2 separate regions of the Mus musculus genome follow, and region 2 is linked to region 1. Evidence: chromatin contacts called from public HiChIP or PLAC-seq data. All regions are on one chromosome and are shown on one strand. Each heading gives the region's core, a stretch centred on a gene start, on an enhancer-like site or on the middle of the called end of the contact. The rest is flanking DNA. Distances are from core to core; before and after follow the strand shown. Region 1 overlaps Fnbp1 (formin binding protein 1). Region 2 overlaps Ncs1 (neuronal calcium sensor 1).

Evidence for each region. HiChIP or PLAC-seq counts read pairs in DNA pulled down with a chosen protein or histone mark.
Region 2: a FOXA1 HiChIP or PLAC-seq map of pancreatic cancer cells shows a contact between it and region 1. The contact joins two enhancer-like sites. A contact is called at or near these places in 2 of 39 promoter capture datasets (the 3T3-L1 cell line and embryonic stem cells), 1 of 484 Hi-C or Micro-C datasets (embryonic stem cells), 3 of 115 datasets of contacts at active chromatin or transcription factors (bone marrow-derived macrophages, double positive thymocytes and pancreatic cancer cells) and 2 of 9 other capture datasets (adipose tissue and embryonic stem cells).

What each region holds. Positions count from the first base shown.
Region 1 is chr2:31,022,357-31,030,136 of GRCm38.p6, forward strand. It overlaps Fnbp1 (formin binding protein 1), which reads right to left. Exons shown (of 17, transcript NM_001177648.1): 17 at 3,850-6,527. The coding sequence ends at 6,520. Usp20 (ubiquitin specific peptidase 20) reads left to right here. Exons shown (of 25, transcript NM_028846.5): 25 at 1-299. Among named protein-coding and RNA genes, the nearest start is that of Gm39786, 30 kb to the left of the region's middle. Within about 2 kb of position 4,550, at least 57 of the 459 cell types and tissues checked have an H3K27ac peak or open chromatin away from gene starts, as enhancers often do. A contact at or near this core is called in bone marrow-derived macrophages and pancreatic cancer cells, where this site is marked.
Region 2 is chr2:31,254,893-31,262,672 of GRCm38.p6, forward strand. All of the region lies in intron 1 of Ncs1 (neuronal calcium sensor 1), which reads left to right. Among named protein-coding and RNA genes, the nearest start is that of Ncs1, 13 kb to the left of the region's middle. Within about 2 kb of position 4,194, at least 228 of the 459 cell types and tissues checked have an H3K27ac peak or open chromatin away from gene starts, as enhancers often do. A contact at or near this core is called in bone marrow-derived macrophages and pancreatic cancer cells, where this site is marked.

The DNA.
Region 1 (7,780 bases), core at 3,300-5,799:
GCTAAGTCTGGAGTGGTGAGGGGGGGATCCTGGGACCAAGAGGGCTCCAGTGGCCACCTGTCTCTTCAGAAGTGGGTACCAGCAGCTCATCCCCAAAGGCCTGGGTGTTCAGTGTCCCACTGTGGTGGGTGGCAAGTGGGTCCATGGCCGGCTGCTGCTGGGACGTGCCCTGTTGGCTGCCATCTTTTGAAGTCTCTGTTGTAGAGCCCTTAGCTCATTGCACTACTGTGACGCAGTCTGGTTTGTGTTCAGAATGTCACAATAAATACTTGTTCCTCTCCTGCCCCTAGCTTGTACTGTGACACTGTGGCGTCTGCCTTCAGTGGTGATGAACACAGCCAGAGACCCTGTGGAAGCTTCTGGCAAGAGCTGGTGGAACACTTGAAATACCAACTGTATCTTTACCCCACCAACCCACCAACCACACAGAGGGCCCAGCAGGGATGTGTTAGTGGCCAGCACATCCCACATATTGGCTTCCCAACTCCAGTCCCATCTATATTTGCTTTCTGGGGGAAGAAGAATTAGAGTTTGTATCACTTTAAAAGCATTCAGTTAGGGACTTGGGGTGTAACTCAGTGGTCAAGCCTGTTATGGGTCCCACGTTTAATCAGTTCTGTGTGGGAGAGTTGACTGTGGCCATTGATGTCCCGCCATACTGAAGGGCTTAGGAGCACAGAATAGAAACCAAGGTTAAAACCTTCCCAAAGCCAGAAGCAATGATGATCTCTAGACCAGCGTTGGCAAGGCAGAGGGAGGAGGGTCAGGAGTTCAAGATCAGCTACATAGTGGGCTGGAGGCTAGCCTGGGCTATAGACTTCATCTCAAAACAAACAAAAAGTCCACTAAACAAAAAGTCACCTTTAGAACTGGGAATATGCCTCTGTTGATAGAGAATCCATCTATCTGATATGCATGGATTCAGTCCCCACCACTTAATCCAGGACTGGTGGAACCGGCTTGAGTTAGAAACTACAGGAGGAGGCAGAAGGGTCAACCTTGGCCACCTGATGAAACGAGGAGGCCGGTCTAGACTACACGAGTCCCTGTGCCCCACCTCTGTTTACATGTAACAAGTTACTACCTGTGGGGGGCTTCCCAAGGTGAAATTCTGTCTGGAGTTATTTCAGGGGCTTGGTAACTGTGGGAAAATGAGCAAGCTAGAAATGACCCTGATTTGCCTCAACATATACCTGTAGTTTTCTTGAAATAAATACTCAGCTCTTAAGATGCTCTGGTGAACCTATCTAGCAACTCAACTAGTCGGTAGCTATTTACCCAAGCTGAGACACAGAAGAAGTTCCTGGGGCCTGGGAGGTGGGACCAGTTTCCAGCCCTACGGCAGGTTCTTTGAGGAGGAGTCTGGGAAGGACGGTGCCTCTCTGTGGAAGCAGGTGACCATCCATCACTGCAGAGCAGGTGGCTGGCCCTTGGGGACCCATGCAATTTCTAATTGTCTACGGTTCTGTCCACAAAGTTGCATGGACTGCAAGCGCGTACTTTCTGTCCATGTTCTGCTTTAGATCCAAGGCAAAGACAACCATCCTGAGTCTACCTAATTCTGAGCCAGAAATCAGTAGAATTTTAGCATCAGGCTTCCTCTCTCTCCGGGACCAGGAGAATGGAGCAGAGAAAATTGGTATAGATGCACCAGTACCAACCTGGACCCTGAAAATAGAGCAGCTAACCTTGAGGTCCTCACATGGAGAGGTGTGTGTGTGTGTGTGTGTGTGTGTGTGTGTGTGTGTGTGTGTGTGAGGCCGCACAGACTGGTGCTGTCCCTTTCTGGGGCACTGTCCAGCAGGACACTGCAGGACTGGAAATATCCTTCCTGCCTGCCTGGTTCTAAGGACAAAGGCAGTTTGTCCCTAGTTGATGTCACTAAAAACCAACTGGACAGGGACGAGTATGTTCCAGATGGAGTCTAATGGGTACCTTATATGACACCGAGGGGCTACTGGGCGCTGGTTGGTTGTCTTCCCATATTTGGACACCAGAGGGAAGGACTGCAGGGACTAGGGAAATGAGGATTCTTTTTGAGTGATGGGCAGAGTCAGGAGACATCTATCCCTCCAAGCTTAGTCTACCTTTTAATTTTTTTGCAGAAACAGGGTTCTGCTATGTAGCCCAGGCTGGCCTGGAACTCCTGAAAACCCAGGTTACAGCTGCCACATTCACTGCCCAGCCACCACCTACTTTCTCAGAACACAGTGCTCATGTTTGATAGCAGCAATTTGAGAGTCCTTTCTTTTGATTCTCTGATTTGGGAGCCACAAAGACTCTGCTGCCTCCATCCCCTGAGCCATTCTACTGCCCAGCAGCAGCAGTTAAGAGTGTGACTTGGGGTCTCACAAAGCTGATACTGGAGGGGAAGAGGGGAGATGAGGGATTTCCCAGCCCCTTAGGCTTCCTCCATAGTCACTTAGGGATGCTACTTCAGTTCTGCTTTCTTCCACTAGGGGTCGACATTCTCTCACCAAGGCGCCTGGGGCCTGGGTGTGGCCAGGGCAAGGGGGCGCTGAGGGTGCCTGGGCCAGTTGGTATTTCCAGAATATTTGGAGCTGGTATTTGGAGAAACCCAGCCCAAGAGCATGTGACTGTTCTGATCTTGTGAATTAAGAACGTCTCTGCAACCCCAGTACCAGGATAGCAATTACAGCCCACTCCCTGGTTTGGAGCCATGTCACCTGCTTTGTTAAGAGTGTCAGAGCCAAAGAGATACCTGGTTCAGATCTAAAGTCCTTTCTGAAGGAACAACCAAGTCTTCAAAGAACATTCTGGAAATGGCTTTCCAAAATTAATCTTTTGCTAGCAACAGTCACCTGGTACTCTCCAGCACATTGTCCCTATGATGAATGGTAATTTATTAGCCCAGACCAGCCTTGAACTGGCCCTGGCCCTCCTGTGTCTACCTCCTGAGTATTACAGTCTTTCAAAGCCAGCTGTGGGACCTTGCTCTCCAACAGGCAAGCCAGTGGGTATCAGGCATGTGCCACCCACCCGCTTTAAGACAGGGTCTGACTATGTAGTCCTAGCTGGCCTGAAACTCACCATGTAGTCACGCTGGCCTGGAATTCACAGAGATCCTCCTGTCTCTGCCTTCTGAGTGCTGAAATTGAGGGTGTGTGCCAACACTCCAGGCCTGCATGTGGTCCTTTAGACTCAAAGAGTGCTGACCTGGTTTACAGATCTAGCCTAGTCATCGGGAAGAGGGGCATAAGTGGACCGTGACCATGTCCTCCTTGCTTAAACTCCCCCCACACACATTGGCATCCCTGAGGGCAGAGGCCAACCAGCTGGAGGAGGAGGGGCAAAAAAGGAAATGCTCACTTGCCAAGGAGTCACCCCCATCAGAACTACTTCCCCCACATGCCTGCCATTCCTGGACACAATGTGTCACTGTGATAGGACGTGGAAGTGACATTTATAGATGAGGAGGTCCCTAGCCTTTCCCTGGGTACAGTGACTCCTCTTGAGTTTACATAGTGATAGAGAAGACCAGAGGCCAGCCATCAGCCTTGGGAGCTTCTGTGACTAGAATCCTTCCCTCCCTGAGTGTGTATGTGTGTGTGTGCAATTTTTTATGGGTGTGTTTCATCAACTTACACATATAGGAGACCAGATCACTATCATTGGGTATTGCTCTCTGTCACTTTCTTAAGTTGTTTGAGGCAGGTCACACTGTGTAACCTTGGGTGTCCTGGCTGTCCTTGAACTCACAGAACTCTACCTGCTTCTGCCACCCCCTAGTGTTGAGGGTTCAGGCAGGCGCCTGCTGTGCTCAGCTTTTTACCCACTAAGCCATCTCCCCAGGCCCAGCGTCATTTCTTCATACAACAGAGAACCAGGTACACTAGAAGTTATACTTTATTTAACATTGAAAGGACTAACATTTAATTACATGGGTAAGAGTGCTCTCTACTGAAAGCACTTTGTTTGGTTTTAATTCCACCTCCAGAGTCACAGGCAAGACCAAGACCTGACAGCTCTGAGGGCCTTCCCAACAGTGCCCTGCCCTCAAGGCTTAGAATTAGCACGCACACACACACACACACACACACACACACACGCACACACACACACACACACATACAGAGGCACACACACACATACACGAACTTGCACACGCATGATTTAAAAGGTGCTTGATGTCAGGTTAAAAGAGAAGTTGGGGCCAGTATTAGAGACATTTTGGATGTTATACAGACACAAAATCAAAAGGAATCACAAAACGGCAATTTCTGGGAAAAATACTGGCAGGAACGGAACTTTTTTTTTTTAACTTCATGTGGACATTCTACGTTCACTACAGATGCCACCAGAAGGCATTAATGGCCTCCCTGTGTGTTGTTTGGGCTGGGGCCCTGGATAAGCATGCTCAGCCTAGAGGGAGGGGCCATTGCAGCTTCACGTCCTGCATAGAAAAAAAAAAAGCGGTAAATGTCACGTTCCTTTTATTTCCATCTCTAAGTCATCTGCAGGGCAGGTTCTTTTACAGTGAGTCATTCTTGTCTCAGCACACTAGCAGCTAGGGGTGACAGGCAGTGGGTCCTGGGGACAGGGAGTGTAGAGCTTCTGGGGAAATCCTGCATTCCCTTCCCCCCAGAGCCAGTACAGTTCCACAGGATGTCCACGGCAGACCGACTTTCTCAGAGAACGGCCTGAAGACGCTCATCCACCATCCTTTCTGGATGTAAGGTAGTACAGGAAATTAAAAAAGAAGTGAGGGGACACAGGGACAGGCGCAGGCTTTAAAGGTCATCTGAAGAAGACTGGCAGCCTCTCCATTTTACCTTTGTGGCAAGTCTTTCCTTGTCCTTCATGCATTAATGAGATCTGTGAACAGACCCATAAAAAACACTCTGGAGGGGGCTGTGGTCAGCCCAACTTGCTGAAAGTCAGAGGTTCTGGAGTTAGATGCCTGGTAACCTGCTGGAGCGAAACTGCCTGGGCCACAGGTCAGACTAACTGTGTCAGCGCTGAGACCCTGACTCTTAGGTACCAGACTTCCATACTGTCCCCTAGGTCTTCCTCATGTGAGTCCTGAACAGCCTCACAGGGGTCCCAGAGGGCAGAGGGCAGTGTGCCGGGCTTGGCCTTACGGGGAGGAGGCGGGGCCAAGAAAGCCTGAAGCTAATCCTTGCTTGCTCTTGAAACCCAAAGCCAGGCCCACCTTGTCAGCTGCTCCCCCACCTTGGTACCCTCCCCTCTGCTCTGAGGTGGTACCTCACAAAATGTCTGTAATACTGGCCCCAATGCATGGATGTCAGCACTTCCACAAACCGTGGACAAAGCACAGGCCCAACCCTGAGGACCTGCCCTCTCTGTCCCTGTCTCTGGTTTTGTAAGACTTCCCTGTCTTTCATCCTCTGACTTGATGCTAAGCTACCAACTGCCCAGAGGGAGACGCCAACCTCCTCAAGCTCATACTTGTGGGGCACCCTTCACAGGGGCTTGTGGCCAAAGCCTTGAGTACTTCTGTACCAGGAAAGGAGAGAGTGGCTCAAAGGTGCGAAGGACCACCTCGGTACTCCCCCAAGCTCCACCACTCTAGGAGGGCAACAGCTTCAAAAGCGAGCTCCATCCATTCTCTGGGGCTTCTGGAGAACAGGATCCGATGAAGAAGCAGTGGCCAGAGCCATTGGAGGGACTACAAGAGGCACAAGGTCTTTGGTGGGAACAGAGGAGAGTCCTCAAATGCTACTTATGGGACTCCGCAGGCCCGCCTTACAGTAACTAGTGTGGCTGTGAGGCCCTCCATCACAGGGTACCACAAACAGGTAGGCAGCGCTCATAGAAGGTAGACACAGACAAGACAGCGGGGCTGGCCCACAAGCTGGATTTGGGACTCCAATATGAATTAGGGCCATGTAGATGGTTTATAACAAGAGTGGGGGTGAATGGGGGCTGGGTGCCCCAGTCCTACTCTAGATCCCCTGGAATGGAGTGTGGAAGGTAACAGTGCTGGATGACAGGGAAGGCCTGAGGCAGCAGCCTCTGGACATGAAGGACACATCTGACGATGAGTCCCAAGAGACGCATGGATGACAGCTGGGTGCTCAGTCCACCTGATGCACAACTGGCCCTCCTTGTCAGAATTTTGTTAGTCACCAGGAAACCAGGGGTGACAGTTGACAAAGGCACAGTGTGAGATGTGCAAGGAGTGGCCAGGCGATGAGCAGGTGGACTGGGAGCCCGGAAGGAGCAGGGACACAGGGCACATGCCCAGCTGTCTTGGTGGCCTGGGTGGGAAGGGAGCAGAGTAAAGTGGACAGCCCCCGTGGGGGGCTGCAGGAGAGAAACACCCGTGCCGTACACAGGCAGAGGGACTGGCGGAGCCACAGGAACATGCTGTGAAGGAGAAGGGGAGGCAGGATATGGGGACCCAGCCTGCAGGTGGGCTGGAGGCTGCCCAGCCAGCCTGAGTGGTGCTGGAGGCCTGTGGGGACAAGCGGGCTGGACGATGATGGCTCCCTCCCGGGAGGCTCTCGGGGGACTCTGGCCATGTGCACCACGCCTTTAGGAACCTGCGGCACAAAAAGAAAGAAGAGAAAACCCTGAGTTAGGAAAAGCAGCAGGTGAGAGAGAGGCAGGCGGTTTGCCGCTGGCAAACTGCTTGCCTTGTGGAGAAGGGAGGGGCTTAAGTAATTGGTTACCACAGTGGCTCTGCCATGGGGAGCTTTCGAGGCTACGTCTTCTGTTTGGAGACAGGCTCTCAGGTAGTCTAGGGTGACCTCAAATTCTCTATATGGCTGAAGATGAACTTAACCCAGGATCCGCATGTCTCTGCCTCCCATCCTCTGGCACAACAGCCCTGGCCTTTTAGTTCCCATGTTTAGCTGGCCCCATTTCTGGACCAAAAAAGATTAATAAGGTTTCCCACTTGCTCATCTTCTTCACAAACTGAATCTTTTTTTTTTTTTTTGGTTCAGGATGGTGTGAGGAAGTTAAAGGGCAAATTCTCTCTCCCGTTGTGACCACAGGTCTCTGTAGTAAGGTGAACCTTTGATGAGAGGGGAATCTAAGGCTGCCCAGGGCCTCACTAAATGCGAAAGCTCTCCATCGCCAGAGGGAGACAAGATGCAAGAAAAGCAGATGCTCCAAGCCCTCAGGACAGGAGGGGTAAGAAAGAGAGGCACAATTATTTGCAAGGGGGAAAAGTATTTGGCTTGAAAAGTCCTCAGTACTAGAGATGAAAGTGTTATTACAGAGAATAATGTTCTCAAAAAAGAGAAAAATCACTTAAAATACACAGCACTGAGAAAAATAATAATATTTATTAGAGAGGCAGATACGAGGGCACAACTGGAAGGCGACAGATAAGAATATTCTTTTCTCTTAGGATAAGAATAGAAAGATGCAATCATGATGGCTATATTCAAACGACTTACTCAGAGCCCAGGGGTTTACAATAAAGTCAAGTGCGCAGCAGCCAGCCGGGGACCTAGCTACAGTGCAAGAGTCCAGGGGCCTCCCCAGCAGTTATAAAAACAAAAAGGTGGTTAGGCAGAAGAATAACAAATAAAACAATACTACGTAAGGCATCCTTCTAGGTTCCAAAGTGCAATATATACAAATATATCCTGCTGTGCAGGATCACAGACATGGTCAAACAGGAAGTGATGTCAAAAGCCACCGTAAGGCAAAGGGTTGGAGGAGTCTAAGGAGTTTGGCAATGGTTAGGCACATCATTGATACCAGAGAGAGAGAGAGAGAGAGAGAGAAAGTGCCTTTGCGTTATTTTTTAAAAATCTGAGAAGTGCTTTGAGTTTCTGGGAGT
Region 2 (7,780 bases), core at 2,944-5,443, 230 kb after region 1:
TCCCATGGGCATTTGGGCAACTCCTGCCTTGGCTTTCTGCCTTAAGGAGGCAGAGGTAAGGCCCCATGGGTGATCATATTGGAAGCATGGAGTGGGTGTGGTCAGGAGTAATCAGGGAACTGTTGATCCCAGTCTCCAGCCCTCAGGCCTTGCTCAACCTCCACCTAACCCAAGGGAGACAGCTGAAGGCAGTGTGCCTAGCTCTGGGATCTCGTGAAGGGCCCCCATGGTGTAGGACTCCCAGCTTCACCGTGTGTGCACTACCCCTGTTTGTGTGTATGCACACTTGTGTGTGCTTAGTGTGGGTACCTGTGTGTGGAGGCTGGAGATCAGGTCTTCCTCTTTGCTCTCCACCTTTTCTCTTGAGTCAGAGTCTCTCACTGAGCTGGGAGCTTTGCTGATTGGCTAGGCAGGCTGGCCAGAGAGCTCTATGTCCTGCCTGCCTGCCTGCCTGTCTCCTCAGCTGCAGTCGAAAGCTTTGCCACACCTGGATTTTACACAGGTGTGGCTGTCAGATCCTATAGCAGACACTATAGTGGCTGAGCTGTCTCCCCAGACCCCTGTTCCTGCTCTGATGGTAGGCTGGGGCTGGGGATGAGATGTGCAAGGGTGACGTGGCACCCAGCGTGCCCTAGACTGCTGTGCCCCTGCCTGATGTTTGACACAGCTTGGCTGCCGTACGATGTGTCTTTGGATAAAGGAGGAGACCCAGTCCTTATGGATTTGATGTGGATTCAGGAACAAGGTGATATATAGAGTCGCTGTAATGGAGAGTCCTTGAGGCTTCGACCATATCTTGTGGCTTTTGGTCTATGTGCAGCAGAGTTGTTAAGGGATGGGTAGGCGAAAGTGGCTTCCATTGTTCCCACTTCCAGACCCTTCTTCCTGGGCCCTTTCCTTTGAGCTCACTTGCTTGGCCTGGTCTGCACTGTTACCTAGCAGTCCCTGGGAACTGCTAGGGTCCAGCCAGGGCCTTGTGTCTGGCTGTCCCTCTTAGAAGGTCTCTGCCTTCCTGCCTCTCCTTTTGGTGTGATGTTATATAGATCAACTCTGGGGAGATCAATTATTCTGCTTGGGGAAGCTCTTCTGGCCCGAGGAGCACAGGTTGGGGGCCTGGGAAAGGCTGCAGGGCTGGCTCCAGCATGCCTGGCTTTCCAAGGTGGCCGGGAAACTGGTAGACTCAGAGCCCCTGTGCCCTGGATTCCGGGAGTGAAGGAATGTGGCTCTCAAGAATGTTTAACCCGGGCAGAAATAGCACACTTGCCTCTCCTTATTTTGGGCTCCAGTTCTCAGCATAGGGTGCTGATCTCTCACCCTAGTCTGGGGCCACAGCTGTCCGCGTCCCCCACAGCTGCCCGGGTCCCCCACAGCTCTGGCCTTTTGGGGACAAACAGTGGCCTCTTTTTCCAGCTTTATTATTATTATTTTAACCAAGAAGTTGCCGTGGGAACCAGAAAGCGGTTCTGACTTGGAAGTACACACAGGCCCTGTAATTACTTCCTTGGCCCCTCAGCCTCCTCTGAGCATCTCAGGGAGGGAGGGGCATGGAGTCCTGAGGCCTGTCTGCTGTCGTCTGCCTCGGGGAACTGCAGCTCAGGGACTTCCTGCCCCCAAGGCTAGCTTCAAATCCTCCCGACTCCCTTCTGGCATGTCAGCTTGCCCCCCAACATACACACTAGCCCGGGAGCTATCTGTAAAATGGGCAAAGTGAGGGAACCTGCCCAGAGGGTTAGACAGAGCAAGCAAAGCAAGTGTGAGAAACACTGGCGAGGGGCCTGCCTCTCTCTCTCTTACTGCTTCACACATCCGTGGAGAGAGCCACACCCCTTGCAGGCTCGCTACAGCGTGGGTGGCTGAACTCTGAACTCCGGATGCTCAGAGAAGGCTGACTACACGCCACCCAGAGGCGGCTCCCTGCCAGTGTCTCTTGGATGCGGTAGAGGCAATGTGTATAACCCTCTTCCCCCCCTACACACTCAGCTGTGGGCTGTGAGGCTGAAGCTGGGGCTCTCTGCAGGGCTCCCTGCTCTGGTCTGCTCCCCAGCCTCACCCCCATCCCTACTCCCCACTGGCACCCCAAACACATTTGTCAAGATGAATAGGAAAGCCAGGACAGAAGTAAATAGCTAATGGATGCTCCAGGCTTCTTCTAACCCATCCTGAGCCTGCTTCTCTACCTGGCATTAAACTTGATCCCTTTTTCTAGGACTCCTGAGTCGGGGGTCTTCTGTCAATTTCTGTGGCTTGCAGGGGGGACAGGTTGGGTCTGAGGTGGCAGCCCTCATCCCTCCTTCCTGCCCTCCCGCACCTGCCTCTTGGTAGGAACCAAAGCTTCCCTTCAGAGCAGGAGACGGGGCTATTTTTGGCACTGTGGGGGGAGGCGAATGCTTTCCTTCTGTTCAAAAATACATGGTGTGCACTGTGCAAACAGGGAGCTGGGCTGCTCGAAGCCTGCGCTCCTGGGCACTGGGCCTCTTGCCATGGTCCCTGAACCCTCTGGAGCTCTGTAGTCTACACATCCAACCAGGCAGGGTGACCATTGTCTTCACACTGCTTGTCATGGGGCCCTTGCTGGGCTCAAGAGGAACATGATCTTAATTATAAGTAGCAGCAGCCATCACAATATAGAGGCTCCTGCTTTAGGGGCTCTGGCTGGGATGCCTGTCTCCCTGGACTGGAGAAGCTGAGGGCAGCTCTGACAGTGCCCTAGGGCATTCTGGGAAGGATGCCCTGCAGCTTTGGGAGAGAAACAGAGAGTCCAGGGGAGCCCCAACTGGCTAAAGGGTTCCTCTGGCTGCCCCTTTAGTTCTCATTTCCTGGTTGAGAAAGTGGTTTTAGGCTACCTGCCTCAGTTTACCCTGTGGTACTGACACAAGGGAACATGGACTGTTGGTTCTCTGGCTTATACGGCATCCATAATGTGGTGGAGAAACAGAAGTGAGGCCAGTTTAAATGTCAAGACAAGCTGTTGGTACAATGGGGGACGTATGTATGCAGCATAGGCACCTGTGGGAGGGCTTAAGTGGCATGTCAGCTTAGCATCTTGTGTACTCCTTCCCTGATGGAGGCAGGAGGAGGTCAGGGTAGAGGAGATTTGGGCCAGCAGCTTCGCCTGATACCAGTGTCAGGACAGGGTTACTCTCAGGACCTGTGTCCTGGACGTGGTCTAGGAGGAAGATGATGCTGGTGACAGCAGTCCTGTGCTGGGCCCACCAAGCATGCTAAGCTGGACAGGAAAGGAGGAGAGCTGCCAGGTTAGAGATAGGCCTAGCTATGAGTGCACACATGCATCAATACATGCATTCATGTATATGTGTGTGTGTGTGTGTGTGTGTGTGTGTGTGTGTGCGAGTGTGTGCGCTCACACGTGCATGCATACACATATGGAAGACATAGACACAGGCTGGGTGTTTTCTCAACTGCTTTCTACCTGATTTCTTGAACAGATCTGTCACTGAGCCTGGAGCTCACCATTGGCTAGACTGGCCAAGGGTCCCTGCCTCTTCTCCCCCCTCCCACCCACCACACTCTGTCCTGGGATGCTGGGGATCTCAACTCAGTCCCTCATCATTTCAGAGCAGACATTTTACCCATTGGGCCATCTCCCCAGCCCCCTTTCCTCTGTCCTTCCTTCCCTTCTCCCCTCTCTCCTTCCTTCTTTTCTTGACAGCATCTCATGTAGCCCAGGTTGGCTTCAAACTCCCTGTGTAGCTGAGGATAGCCTTGAACCTCATGCCTCCACCTTCAGCAGTGGCACTACCACTCCTGGTCTGTGAGGCGCTGGGACCTATTCTAGGACCTTGTGCGCACTGGGCAAGCGCACGCTAGCTTCCTAAGCTTCAGGTTCACGTCCACGAAGGACAGGAGGCATCTGTTCCAGTAGGTGCCTGCCGAGATTGGTGTGCAGTGGCTAACCCCCTGAAGTCCGTGTCCTCTCCCAGCCCCCACAGAGAAGCGGCTTGGGAAACAGGCCGTAAGTGGCTGGGAATACTCTATAGACCTAGAAGATGAAGGCAGCAGCGAGTGCAGTGGTCAAGGTCACAGCCTGACTTGGTGCTGCAAGCTTCTATCTGCCCATCTGCACCTGTCACTTTGACGGGTGACTGACAGCAGCCACCCTCCTGCCCAGCCAGTTTGGGGTCCTCCAGTACCTCGGAACCACTAGCTCAGCGGTGAGTCACTGGGGTGCCTCCTCCTTGGAGATCAGGGCCACGCCCCTACCCTGGCTCTTAAAGGGCCAGCTCCAGAAGCAGCACTAGAGCATATTTGCTTAGAGCTGTTATGTATTTCAGTCCTCCTGGCCTGACGCCCGGGAATTCATGGCCAGAACTTTCCAGGGTCTCTGCTGGAGCTAGACCTCAGCGTCTGCCGATGGGTTTCTGGAGCAGGGTCGCTGCATGGATCGGGAGGGGAGGAGTGGGAGGGGCTAGCTGAAGGCGGGGCTACTTCACTCCAGCATGGTCCCTGCCAGTTCAGCTAGTTATCCTCTCAGTAGGGCATTGCACCCTTCTTTGGGGGAGATGGGTCTCATTAGGGATCCCTCATCACCCTTTCCCCAATCCTGTTCTGGGCTCCACAGGCTGTGACATTCCCAACCGTGACTGACCAGGAGTGCCTGAGCTGTGAATGGCGGTCAGCCTGGTGTGTCACCAACCATGGGCTGGGGGAGGGGATCTGGAGGGCATGAGCGGAAGTGGGAAGGTGGGCTGTAGGAAGGAGGTCTCCTGACCAGAGCGGTTCCTGGGGTAGAGGCAGGAATGCCCAGGTCCTACCAGTAGGACCTGCCATGCTCTGCTTATCCTGTGGCTGCGGTGACACCTTTATTAATAGTGGCAGTTGCTAATGCTTCAGGACACCTGTCGTGTTCCCTCTGCCCGGATGACAACAGCCTCCTGTGGCTAAGGCTTTGTTCCAGCAGCATGTGGCCACCTGAGGCACCTCTGTGCTCTGTGAGGTCAGAGCTGGGCGGGCAGCTGCTTTCTCCTAGTTGCAGTTCCACAACTGACTGTGCGCTGTAAACTTTTGCCTGTCAGAGGACTGCTTTCTGCCTCTGGGCAAGCCTCTATACAGCCTTTCCCTCCACCCTGGTTACTGCTCCCCCATGTCCAGACAGGGTTCCATGTAGCCCAGGCTAGCCTCCAACTTGCCCTCTGATGCTCTTCCTCCCAAGTGCTGGATTCACAGTGAGCACCACAATGACCTGTCTTATAGGGCGCTGGGATGGAACACAGCTCTGTGCACACTGGGCGAGCACTCTACTAAGTGAGCTTTTATCACTCTGGTCTTTCTTACCACATGGGTGAGTAGACAGCTTTGTACTTCAGGTCTGTCCTGGTTATATGAGGAGCTTGGAGGACAGGAGCCATGGGGGTCACTGCTGTACCTCCAAAGCCCCACTCAGGGTGTGGCCTGCTGTGATTGTTAGATGAGGAACTTAAAACTCCTGTGTCTTAATCTCATCTTACCAGGAAGGCATCACTGCTCCCATTTTTCACAGGAGGAAACTGAGGCCCAGCGAGGTTAGTTCAGTTGCCTGAAGTCAGAAGACACACCAAGAATGACTAGGTTTAGAGAAGGATCTTTCAGTGAATTCAATGTGTTGTCTCTGCCTCCTGTCAGGAGCCACAGCAGACTTGGTCTGAGAAGCACTGGAATTGGGCTGTATGAAACCTTGGGGAAGTATTCCCTATGCAGGAGTGTGCAGGAAAACACCTCACACCAGCATCCCTCTGAGGGGCACAGAAGGTGTCGTCCCCTACAGGCTCCCTCCTCTTGGAAGGCGCCCAGTCAGGTAGTAGAAGAGGCTTAAACTAGAGAGCAGCCCTGGTCCCTCTTCCGTGTTTCTCACGTGTGTGTACATGTGCATGTGTGTGTCCCAGAGAGCAATAAAGAAGGCTGGGGACATTGCAGCAAGCGGCCATTGAACACCATCCGCAGAAACATGTGTACCGAGCACCTACCACACACCAACCAGTACTGTTTAACTACAGTCGTGGGCACACATGTCCTGCTTGTTGGAGCTTGCAGCAATTGGGAGGAGGGGACTGGACACTGAGCAGTGGCAGAGCCGTTTCTCATGCATACTCTTTCCCCAAGGTCACAGTCAGGGACATTCCCGGCAGTCTTTTTCTTACGCACAACTATGGTGGGCTTTGGCTCCCTATGTCCTTAGAGAAAAGCCAAGACTCAGAGAACTTAGTCAGTGGGTCCACGGTTACACAGTTGGATGCTGTCAAGACTCGACCTAAACGTGGGTCAGCCAGAGCAAGCAGATGGGCCAGCAGAACCTGAGGCCCTTTGCTATCTAGTACCAGCAAGATCTGGTACTGAAGTCAGTTTGGACCAGAGATTTGGTACCCTAGGAGCGGAAGCAAGCTCGGCATTCCTGTTCTGAAAATCATCACCTTCTAGCAGTGACGAGACACTGTTGTGGAAAATTCCACACCTGACCTCATGGAATGGATTGCCGCAAAAATTCGGTTGCCCTAAAAATCCTGTACAAAACCACCCTCAGGTTGTATACAGAAGGTGTGCGATGGTTTTCCTCCCGAGGAATGTCTCATTGCACAAATGCAAACTCCCCCAATTAAGGAGCGCCTCTAGATCTGTGGAACTTCTGTTGTTTTGTTTGTTAGATTTTTGAGACAAGGTTTCTCTGTGTAGCCCTGGCTGTCCTGGAATTCACTTTGTAGATTAGGCTGGCCTGGAGCTCACCTGCCTCTGCCTCCACAGGGCTGGGATTAAAGGTTTACACCATCAATCTGCAGAACTTTTGATAAGGGAGCCTAAACCTGTGTAAGAGTTGGATCACATTTAAAGGAGTCAGCTCCCAGCACGCACTGGGGGACATGTCAAGCACACACCTTCTCCACCACATTCAGGAGGTGCACAGACCCTGGTCCAGGATCCATCTCCACTGCGCTTGGACAGGTAACTTCACCTTTGGGTGACACAGTTTCCTCATCTGTGCAGTGGAGAGCCTCAAGCACTTTGTCCCACCGTGTGGTTTAGGTGTGTAATAAGATGAGTGCCGCCTGGCATGCTGGGAGTATCCCTTCTTCCTCACCCCACGGCGGGGATTCACAAGGCAAAGTGCATCTTTCTGGAATTTGACTTCAACACGTTGGGGGAAAAGTGTGGCTTACATAGAAATTAAAATCACTATAGTTTACAGTTTTGTTTCTGAAGTAAAAGAAAATGTATAAATTATAGGGCAGACAGTAGTATTTATAGAAATATTGGATCAGAGTAAAACTTTGAACCAACACTTGCCGCATGAGTGTATATGAGTGTGTGCATGTATGTGTGTGCGTGTATGTGCACACATATGCATGTGGTCAATAATCAGGAGCCATTCTTAGCCCTCTCCACCTCACTTTTTGAGACCAGTTCTCTCACTGAACCTGGAACTCTCTGCTTGGCCAGATGGGTTGTCCAGCTAGCTTCAGGGATCCTCCTGTCTCCACCTCCCCAGCGCCAGGATTGCAAGCACACCCAGGTTTGTGTGGATGGATCCTGGGGATCTGAGCTTAGGCTCTCATGTCTTCTCCATCAGGACTGACTGAGCCATCCCTCTATCCCCCAAACCTTGCTTTTGATGGCTGCATGGCAGTCTCTCAACTCTTGGGCCACCAACAGCCTTCTCTCCTTAGGGAGTCTGTGGGGTGCACCTCGAGGGAGCTCCTGGACTCCTTCAACTTGTATGCAGACCTCCTCTGGGGATGAAGCACTGTCCTTTTGACTACTATTAGCCCCTTTGTCAGATGAAGAAACTGAGGCT